Linked DNA regions of Podarcis muralis: region 2 is linked to region 1. Evidence: chromatin contacts called from public Hi-C data. All regions are on one chromosome and are shown on one strand. Each heading gives the region's core, a stretch centred on a gene start, on an enhancer-like site or on the middle of the called end of the contact. The rest is flanking DNA. Distances are from core to core; before and after follow the strand shown.

Region 1 (4,619 bases), core at 659-3,158:
ATTTAACATTCGAACAAAAACACACAGCCCAAAACGAGTCAAGACAGCACTATAAAAACCACATCAAAGTATTATGAAAACATTTGTTTCATAAAAGCCAATGAAACTGAAATTCATGAAACAGGACCCAGTCTTATGGCTTAGGGAAAGCCTGGGCATAAAAAATGTAAGCTTTTACTAAATGTCAGAAGCAATTTAAGGTTGTTGCTTCACGTATCACAGAGGGGAAGGCACTCCCTTAGTACAGGAGCAACAGCAGAAAATGCCTGTTTTGGGGCCACCAGTCTAAGGAAAAAGGGCTCTCCTCCAGTGCACTGCGAGATTTTGTTCCTGGTCCCCAAATTTAAGTGTTGCCAAACACTTAACTTGTAGAGCAGAACTTTCCAAACTGTGCCCACGACACATTAGCATGTCTGTGTCCCACAAACGCTCCCCACATTCCTCCCATGGCTGGAAAGGGGCATTGCAGGCAGATATCCAACAGACAAGGCTTTACTGGAAAAACTGCACCTGTTGGATTACCGTTTATCACACAGCCTTGGTATGGCAGCAAGAGAGCGCGGGATTTTCCTGCAGAAACTGCTGTCAAGAGAAGACCCGCGTCTTGCTCGCCAGAGGGCGCCCTTTCACTGCCTGAAGCGCGCCTGCGTCAACCCCCCCCCCCCCGTCGCTGATTATGTACCACAGAGATACAAAAAGGTTAGAGCCACGCGCGGACTGAAATTCGTGTTGCAGTGAGTTTTTTTCCATCCAAGATTTAGGTGTGATTGTGGTGAAGCTTTTCGTTGCATGGAGTAAGCGTGATCATTCGCTGATGCGAACTCACTGAGCTACTGTTAGAATCACAGATAATAGAATCTAAGAATTGTAGTTACTTCTTTTGCAACCAACAACAAAAAACATAGCAAGAAGCAGACGATTTTGTTTTGCTTAACCCCTTCTATGTGTACTTATTTCTCTTTTGTTTCTTTCTTAAATGAATGCTCAATAAATAACCAATACAAAAAGCAAGGTTTTATTTTGCAGAATGATATTCATAGCAATATTTTTTCCATACAAAACAAGGCCCGTTGGAAAGAATATTGTTGTTTTTGCTGTTAATAATAATAATAATAATAATATAATTAATAATAATACTATATTAAATATTATTAATACTGATGGTGATTATGACTCCATACAAAATAAAACCTGAGTTAGAAAGAATTAATTCTGGATAATAATAATAATAATAATAATAATAATAATTTATCCACAACCAGGCTCGACTTTAGCTGAGATGCTTTAGCTGAGATACCTGCATGGCAGAGGGTTGGACTAGATGACCCTCGTGGTCTCTTTCCAACTCTACAACTCTATAATTCTGTAATGGCTGAACAATGCCCTGGGACCTAAACCCAAGCAGCTACTGTGAAATTCTGAATATCTTTAGTGATCTCTCCATACGAAGCTTTCCTGCATACATTTAGAGCTCACGATTTCCCTCCAATAATCCCTTCCCTCCCGCTTCCATATAGAGCCACAATCCTTAGCACCTTGGCAAACCTTAGTTCCCGGATTCTTTGCGGGTTTTGTGCTTGGAATGTGTGTTGAATGAGATTTACATATCTGCTGCGGATCTGCTAGGAGAAGACAGTCTAATCCCACTTCCCTAGAACAGGCATCCCCAAACTCAGCCCTCCAGATGTTTTGGGACTACAATTCCCATTATCCCTGACCACTGGTCCTGTTAGCTAGTGGTGATGGGAGTTGTAGTCCCAAAACATCTGGAGGGCCGAGTTTGGGGGTGCCTGCCCTAGAATTAATCCACACTGAACTCCCTGAGATTTACTCCTGAGTAAACGTGTGCTGAGTAGGGCGGCTTCTAAAGAGAACCCGGAAGCTTCGTATCCAGCAAATAGGATTTGTCCCTTCACTACTTTTTATCTCTATGTTGCTCGGAGAACCGACGGCAGAGGTGTCCTGGAAAAAGGGACCGCGCATGCGCCAGGAGGAGGTCAGCTTCTTGGTAAGGGAGCTTTTGCAACAGGGAATGTGCATATATGCGTGTGGCGTGAGCTGGGGTGCTTCGTGCACAGGGGGCCGTTGGAGACTGTATACTGGGGAAGGCCTGTAAAACTGATCGGGAGGTGAAGGGGAGGGTGGAATGCAGTGCAAAGGTTGCAAACCCCAGAATGCAAGAGGGGCGTCCCAGGATGATACCCAGCTCTACCTCTCTTTTAAATCAGAACCAGTGAAGGCGGTGAAGGTCCTGTGTGAGTGTCTGGAGGAGGTTGGAGGATGGATGGCGGCTAACAGATTGAGGTTGAATCCTGACAAGACAGAAGTACTGTTTTTGGGGGACAGGAGACGGGCAGGTGTGGAGGATTCCCTGGTCCTGAATGGGGTAACTGTGCCCCTGAAGGACCAGGTGCGCAGCCTGGGAGTCATTTTGGACTCACAGCTGTCCATGGAGGCACAGGTCAAATCTGTGTCCAGGGCAGCTGTTTACCAGCTCCATCTGGTACTCAGGCTGAGACCCTATCTGCCTGTGGACTGCCTCGCCAGAGTGGTGCATGCTCTGGTTATCTCCCGCTTGGATTACTGCAATGCACTCTACGTGGGGCTACCTTTGAAGGTGACCCGGAAACTGCAACTAATCCAGAACGCGGCAGCTAGACTGGTGGCTGGGAGTGGCCGCCGAGACCATATAACACCGGTCTTAAAAGACCTACACTGGCTCCCAGTACATTTCCAAGCACAATTCAAAGTGTTGGTGCTGACCTTTAAAGCCCTAAACGGCCTTGGTCCAGTGTATCTGAAGGAGCGTCTCCACCCCCAATGGAGGTCCAGTTCTGAGGGCCTTCTGGCAGTTCCCTCACTGACACCAGATGTCAAAGAGAACAAGAACTACCAGACTTTTAGAAGACATCTGAAGGCAGCCCTGTTTAGGGAAGCTTTTAATGTTTGATGTATTACAGTATTTTAATATTTTTTGGGAAGCCGCCCACAGTGGCTGGGGAAGCCCAGCCAGATGGGCAGGGTATAAATAATAAATTATTATTATTAACATGGTGCAAAGCGGCTGAGGCAGCCCCCAAGTTAAGGCAATGCGGGCTGAGCGCATTTCTACCCCTCTTTTACTCCAAAGAGCTCAAGGCTGCGTAAAGAGTGCTCCCTGCTTACTTGCAGGCGCACAACAACCCTGTGAGGTAGGCGAGTCTGAGACGGTGGGAGCAATAGGTCGGCCCTATTGGCTTCATGTCCTGCCAAGCAGTTCGAAAGCACGTCATAGTGCAAGTAGATAAATAGGTACTGCTCCAGCGGGAAGGTAAACGGCGTTTCCGTGTGCTGCTCTGGTTCACCAGAAGTGGCTTAGTCATGCTGGCCACATGACCTGGAAGCTGTACGCCGGCTCCCTCGGCCAATAAAGCGAGATGAGCGCCGCAACCCCAGAGTCGTCCGCGACTGGACCTAATGGTCAGGGGTCCCTTTACCTTTTTATTAGCTTCATGGCCTTGCAGGGATCTGAACGGGTCTCCCCGGCTGATGCTCTTGAACCACTGATCAATGCTGGAGGCAGCAAATCCGACATGTGCGGGTGTCTCTGGTGGGTGGGTGCAACGCAGCTGCCTCGGTGGGGTGGGGGGAGGCTATGGGTATGGGTGGGAACACACCTTTGGACTTCAAGGTGTGAAAATAGCAAATTTAACCTCAGGCAGCACGGACCACAGGAGGCAGATTGCGCATGGAAGCGCATGGAATTGCACCAAGGTGCAGTAAACAGGCATTGTGGAATGTGAGCATGTGCAAGCCTGTGGCACAGTGCGCTCATGGCGTCCAACATTCCTCCCCCATGCTTTCCTGATTTATTGGCAGAGCGACTCGTAAACAAAACTGCTTTCACTAATGTATTAATTTTTAGGTGGCAATCGGAGCGGTAAATTTAAAGCTTTGATCGGTGCTTTTTAGGTGACAGTAAGCCCTTCCAAGTCCTGGCACATATGTGCGTTTGATTTCTGCAGGTGGGAGAGAGAGTGAGAGAGAGCAGAAGCTGATATGTCTCAGGACTTCAGCTATTTTTTTTGCTGGATATTCTTGCATTTCAGAATTATTGTTTTCCAGGATTCAAATGCATTTTAGAGTTGGAAGGTGTTTTGCAGGCTGTCTCGCCCAACAGGCATCTTCCTCCTCCATATCATCAGTGTTGTCCTGGTAGAACTCAGCAAGGGACAGGGTAGGGACTAAAGGAATTGGCTTTGCCTGTCATTTAGTTTGCTCCGCTTGTCATTGACTCTGGCGCCACCTACTGTTTGGCTCCTTCCCTTCCATCCTACCAGTCTCAATGGGCACCAGCCGCCAGGCAGCTGCAGTTATTTAAACTGTTCTTGTGTAGCCAGACATTTCAATGATCATTTTATACAGCTTTTAATAATTTTATAAGCATGCTTTTACAGTATATTGTTGTACTCTGCCCTGATAATTTATGGGAAGGCAGTACAGTGGTACCTCAGGTTACATACGCTTCAGGTTACAGACCCCGCTAACCCAGAAATAGTGCTTCAGGTTAAGAATTTTGCTTCAGGATGAGAACAGAAATCGGGCTCTGGCGGCATGGCAGCAGCAGGAGGCCCCATTAG
Region 2 (4,602 bases), core at 610-3,109, 250 kb after region 1:
AAAAAAGCTATATTTATTAATGTTCACAAAACAGGAAAAAGGACAAACAAGAAGGAAAGGCATATGGAAAGGGGAGAGTTGCTGCTGTTGGTTTTTTGTCTCTTTTATTTTGTTGCAATTTATGTGGAAATTGTTCTGTTTGGTTTTGCATTTTTTAATGGTTAATTTACTGTTTCGGTCTTCTTTTGTTGTGTTGCAGTTATGTGTTTTTGCATGTTGTAAGCCGCTCTGCAAATTGTAGCTCAGTGGGGGGAACTTTCCAGCTTAAAGTCTCAATGACAGTGAAGAAATATGGGAACAGAGAATTGTTGAGTAAATGAAAGCAAAGTACACTCTGGTTTTCTCCTCTCTGCTCCACCCCTTAACGCACCAAATGTTTTCGCGTCAAGCGAGTGACCTCTAGTGGACAAGCTGGCAAAAAATAAAATTTGCAAAACTGGTAGCACGAAGTATCAGGGTCACGAAGGAATATAAGAACCGTAAACAGACTCAACATTGGTGGGAAGAGCCCCATTTGTCCTAATAAACTAGCTCAGGAAACCAGGAAGTTTATCATCATCATCATCATCATTATTATTGTATGACGTCCATCTAACTCGTCAAGAGTAATAGCTAGAGAGCTAAAATGGCATATTGAGACTCCTGCATTGCAGGGGGTTGGACTAGATGACCCTTGGAGTCCCTTCCAACTCTACAATTCTTTGTTGTTAGAGGAATCAAGAGTTGTAGAATGCAGTATCTAATTTTATCGGGAGAAGTTGTTTGTTGTTTTAACAGTTGTTTACCCAAAATGTATGGGACGTGGGTGGCGCTGTGGGTAAAACCTCAGCGCCTAGGACTTGCCGATCGCATGGTCGGCGGTTCGAATCCCCGCGGCGGGGTGCGCTCCCGCTGCTCGGTCCCAGCGCCTGCCAACCTAGCAGTTCGAAAGCACTCCCGGGTGCAAGTAGATAAATAGGGACCGCTTACTAGCGGGAAGGTAAACGGCGTTTCTGTGTGCGGCTCTGGCTCACCAGAGTAGCTTCGTCTCGCTGGCCACGTGACCCGGAAGTGTCTGCGGACAGCGCTGGCCCCCGGCCTATAGAGTGAGATGAGCGCACAACCCTACAGTCTGGCAAGACTGGCCCGTACGGGCAGGGGTACCTTTACCTTTACACCCTAAATGTATCCTCTGTACCATGGAAAACAAAACATAAATTTTAGAAAGGAGTTATAGGAATGCTGCATTTAATGCCTTCCTGTTCGGACTGTTTTGTCCATCAATTAAACAAACATTTAAATTCGACATCTGGTTTCGGTTTATTCCAATGTTTTTTGTTTTTTTTAAAAAAAATCTCATCCTATATCTTCATCATTTACGTACACACAAAAAATACCGAGCAGTTAAGCTAAAATCATTAAGGATTACATAATAAAAACAGCCCCACTGAAGTCAGCGTTGATTTTTTTAAAACCGGCAGTATATAAACCCAGCTACCTTCTTCCAATCCATCCTGTCCTCTTCACCGCGCCTGCGCAGTAGTGCTTCCCTTCGCTCGCTGGTCGGCTTTCCCACTCAGTTTTCTCCTCAACCCCTGCCGCACATTTCCGCGCCGCGCCTGCGCCCTACCCCCTTCGGCTTTCCCGCGCCCCTCCCCGCCTCCCGTGCGCATGCGCCCTTATTCCCACCCGCGGCGCCTGCGCCGCGCTGCCTCGGCTTTCTCCCACCCTCTCCCCATGCGTGCGCCGCTGCCCTTTGGCTTCCGAGCTCTTTCCCCCCTCAAGCCACCCACCGCGTGCGCGCATGCGTCGCGGCCCGAGCTCCCTCCGCCCGTCGCGCATGCGCCTTGCCTTGGTTCCCTCCTCTCTCGCTCGCTCTCCCCCCCCCCCACCCCCGCCCCACTTGTCGCTCCCCCCGCTTCCCTCTCTCTCTCCCGGCGTCCGGGGCTGGCGTTGGGGGCGGACTCTGGTCCCCGCTTCCGGTGTGGTGTCATGGTGGCTCGTAGGCTGTGATGGCTGAGGAGGAGGAGGGGAGCTGAGAGCGCGGCGGCGGCGGCGGCGGCCGGATCGAGCCGAGGGGGAAGAAGGGGCGGGGGCGTCGAGACCCTCCTCCTCCTCCTCCCCCGCCTGGCTGGGCGGCGGGACATGGCGGCCCACAAGCCGGTGGAGTGGGTGCAGGCCGTGGTCAGCCGCTTCGACGAGCAGGTAACGGCCCTGTGGGCTGCAGGATATGTGGGGGGGGGAGGCGGCATAGGGTGGGGGGGCCCTTTGGGGGAAGGGCTGGAAGGCCCTTGGGGGGGGTTCCAAGCAGGGACGAATGCATATATATTTATATATGTGTGTGTCTTTTCTGAGGGGGCCCGTTTCCCCCTCAGAAAGTGTCGTCGTCGGATCCTAGAATTGTACAGTTGGAAGGGGGCCCCCCAGGGTCCTCTAGTCCAACCCCCTGCTATGCAGGAATCTCGACTAAAGCATCCTTTGACAAATGCTTAGAAACCACTGAGGAAGGAGAACCCACAACCTCTTAAGGGAGGATGCCTTTGCGAGGTAACTCCCTCTGCTCCTTTCAAAGGATGCCGTGATTTTTTTTTTTTTTGGGGGGGGGGTGGCTGGGTGGGAAGGCAAAGCTTCCTGGGGAAAAGATTGAGGAATTGGGGTGCCATGCAAGGGAAAAGTGTGCGTACGTTTTCCTCACTCTCTCTGGTCTTCTTCAGGGAGAGGAGATGGGGACCCTTTAGGGATGTGCTAGTGCCTTTTAGTCAGTGTGTGTGTGTTTATGGATGCAAAGCATCCTTGCAGATCTCCCAGGCGATACACACCCAAACTGATTAAAGGGGGGGGGAAGAGTCCCATCTCTTGCTATACATGAACATAAAGAGTGTGGAACATGCACATTTGTGGTGGGCATGAATCCCATCTTTCCCCTCCCCCCCCCCATCAAGTTTGCTCTGGAATTGTATATATGGTTGTTGCTTACTGTGATCTTGGGGTCTTTGAGGGATGAGAGTTGGTGTTGGCCATTTAGGAACCCTACCCACACCCTGCTTTGAGTTGTGCGGATGATGTGCTAAAGCTCATTTCAAGTGGGGTGAGCCCATTTTTCCCTCTGCCCCGCCAGAGATGAACTGGAGTTGTGTGTTGTTGTTCTTTTGAGTAACAGCTGTAGTAGGGCATCCTGGAGGTGAGTTGAAGAGCAGTAGCTGATCTAGTTGGGTGTCACTTTATCAGTGGTACCAACGGGCTGTGTGACTTTTGAGGGGAGATGAGAAACAGCTGTTGTTATGCCTTTGCATTTTATCTCTAGGTTTGCAATAAAATAAACTTATGACACCTCAAATACTTAAAACGTTTGTTGTGGCAGGAGCTTTCGTGGTCTAGAGGTGGCTGTGCATATGACAAAAGTGGGCTGTGGTCCTTGAAAGCTTCTGTCACAATAAACCTGCCAGTTTGCAAGGTACCAGAGTACTTTTCGTCAGTCTTGTGGGATGGAGTTTACTGGCCCTTTCTAAGGATGTGCTGGATTCATTTTCTTTGGAAATGGCACGGGAGTTGGAAGGGACGCTGAGGATCATCTAGTCCTTCCCCCTGCCATGCAGGAACATGCAGCTGTTCCTTAAGGACATCGAATCTGCAACATTATCAGCACCACACTCTAACCAACTGAGCTGGATGCTGGCAACTGTACCAATTGAGTTCTACTCTGTGAGGGCTGGATGTGTATGTTTAAGTCAAGAGAGAACTGGAAAATGGGTCTTCCTTGAATGGAATAAAGAAGTAGCTGGATGCAGTCCAGCATTTTCCTCCTCTTAAAGGAAGAAAGATGTGGCTTATCTGGATATTTCCCCCAAAAAATGGTGATTTGCATAGGATAATTTGCAGTAGGAAACTTTCAGTGTCAAAGGGTTAGCCAGTTTAACATTTTTATTTTACCTGTATTTAGTAAAGAAAGCTAAATGCGTTGATAATGCTAAGTTTGCCTAATATTGCATTTGCAGTTGGCATCAATTTGTTGCTCCTAATGAACTTACAAAATGGAACATTTTCCACTGAAAAAATATAACGCTGGAAAACTGTGCACCCCACATTGCTGAGGAGCTGTCCCTTCTAGGGTTCTTTCAAGAGAAAAAATGTAGAAGAAATTGGGCTCAATCTTTGGGTTTTGGGAAGGTGTCATTCTGGGATTTGTAAAAGTTGGGGTCTTTGAGGGAAAAAGGAGGGGAAGCAGCTTGGCTCATTGGAACTCTTCACTTGCTGGATGTGGGAACTGGGAGCCCTGTGGAATGAAAGATGCAGTAATAGATGTAGTCAGACTTCATCCTTGTTCCATGTGAAAGGGGGTGCTTATGTATGGAAAACGGGGCACAGATGGTTTGCAGTAGGATTGAAAGAACAGGTGGACATACTATTGATCATTGAAGGGGTCTTCTGGGCCCAGTGAAGGCCCAGTTATGCAGCATGGGAATAGGGGGGACTACTGTGAGTGGGTGTACCACTCACATCAGTTGAAGTTTTTGAACACATTGGGACTTGCTGCTTGTGAGTTGAACTTGGGAGGAGGGAAATAAGGGGATATACTGACTTGAGATAATTATGGAACTGCCCTTCTGAGTGGCCTACTGGATC

What was found. Hi-C and Micro-C count contacts between places; a contact is called where the count stands out from the background.
Region 2: a contact with region 1 is called in a Hi-C map of tail, with 2.2 times the contacts expected there. The contact joins the promoter of NF1 here to the promoter of LYRM9 in region 1. A contact is called at or near these places in 2 of 3 Hi-C or Micro-C datasets (blood and tail).

What each region holds. Positions count from the first base shown.
Region 1 is chr15:36,999,088-37,003,706 of rPodMur119.hap1.1, forward strand. It overlaps LYRM9 (LYR motif containing 9), which reads left to right and starts at 1,909. Exons shown (of 4, transcript XM_028708635.2): 1 at 1,909-2,008.
Region 2 is chr15:37,251,549-37,256,150 of rPodMur119.hap1.1, forward strand. It overlaps NF1 (neurofibromin 1), which reads left to right and starts at 1,860. Exons shown (of 57, transcript XM_077919455.1): 1 at 1,860-2,184. The coding sequence starts at 2,125. LOC144325652 (a long non-coding RNA gene) reads right to left here and starts at 1,630. Exons shown (of 2, transcript XR_013390851.1): 1 at 1,478-1,630; 2 at 1-1,171.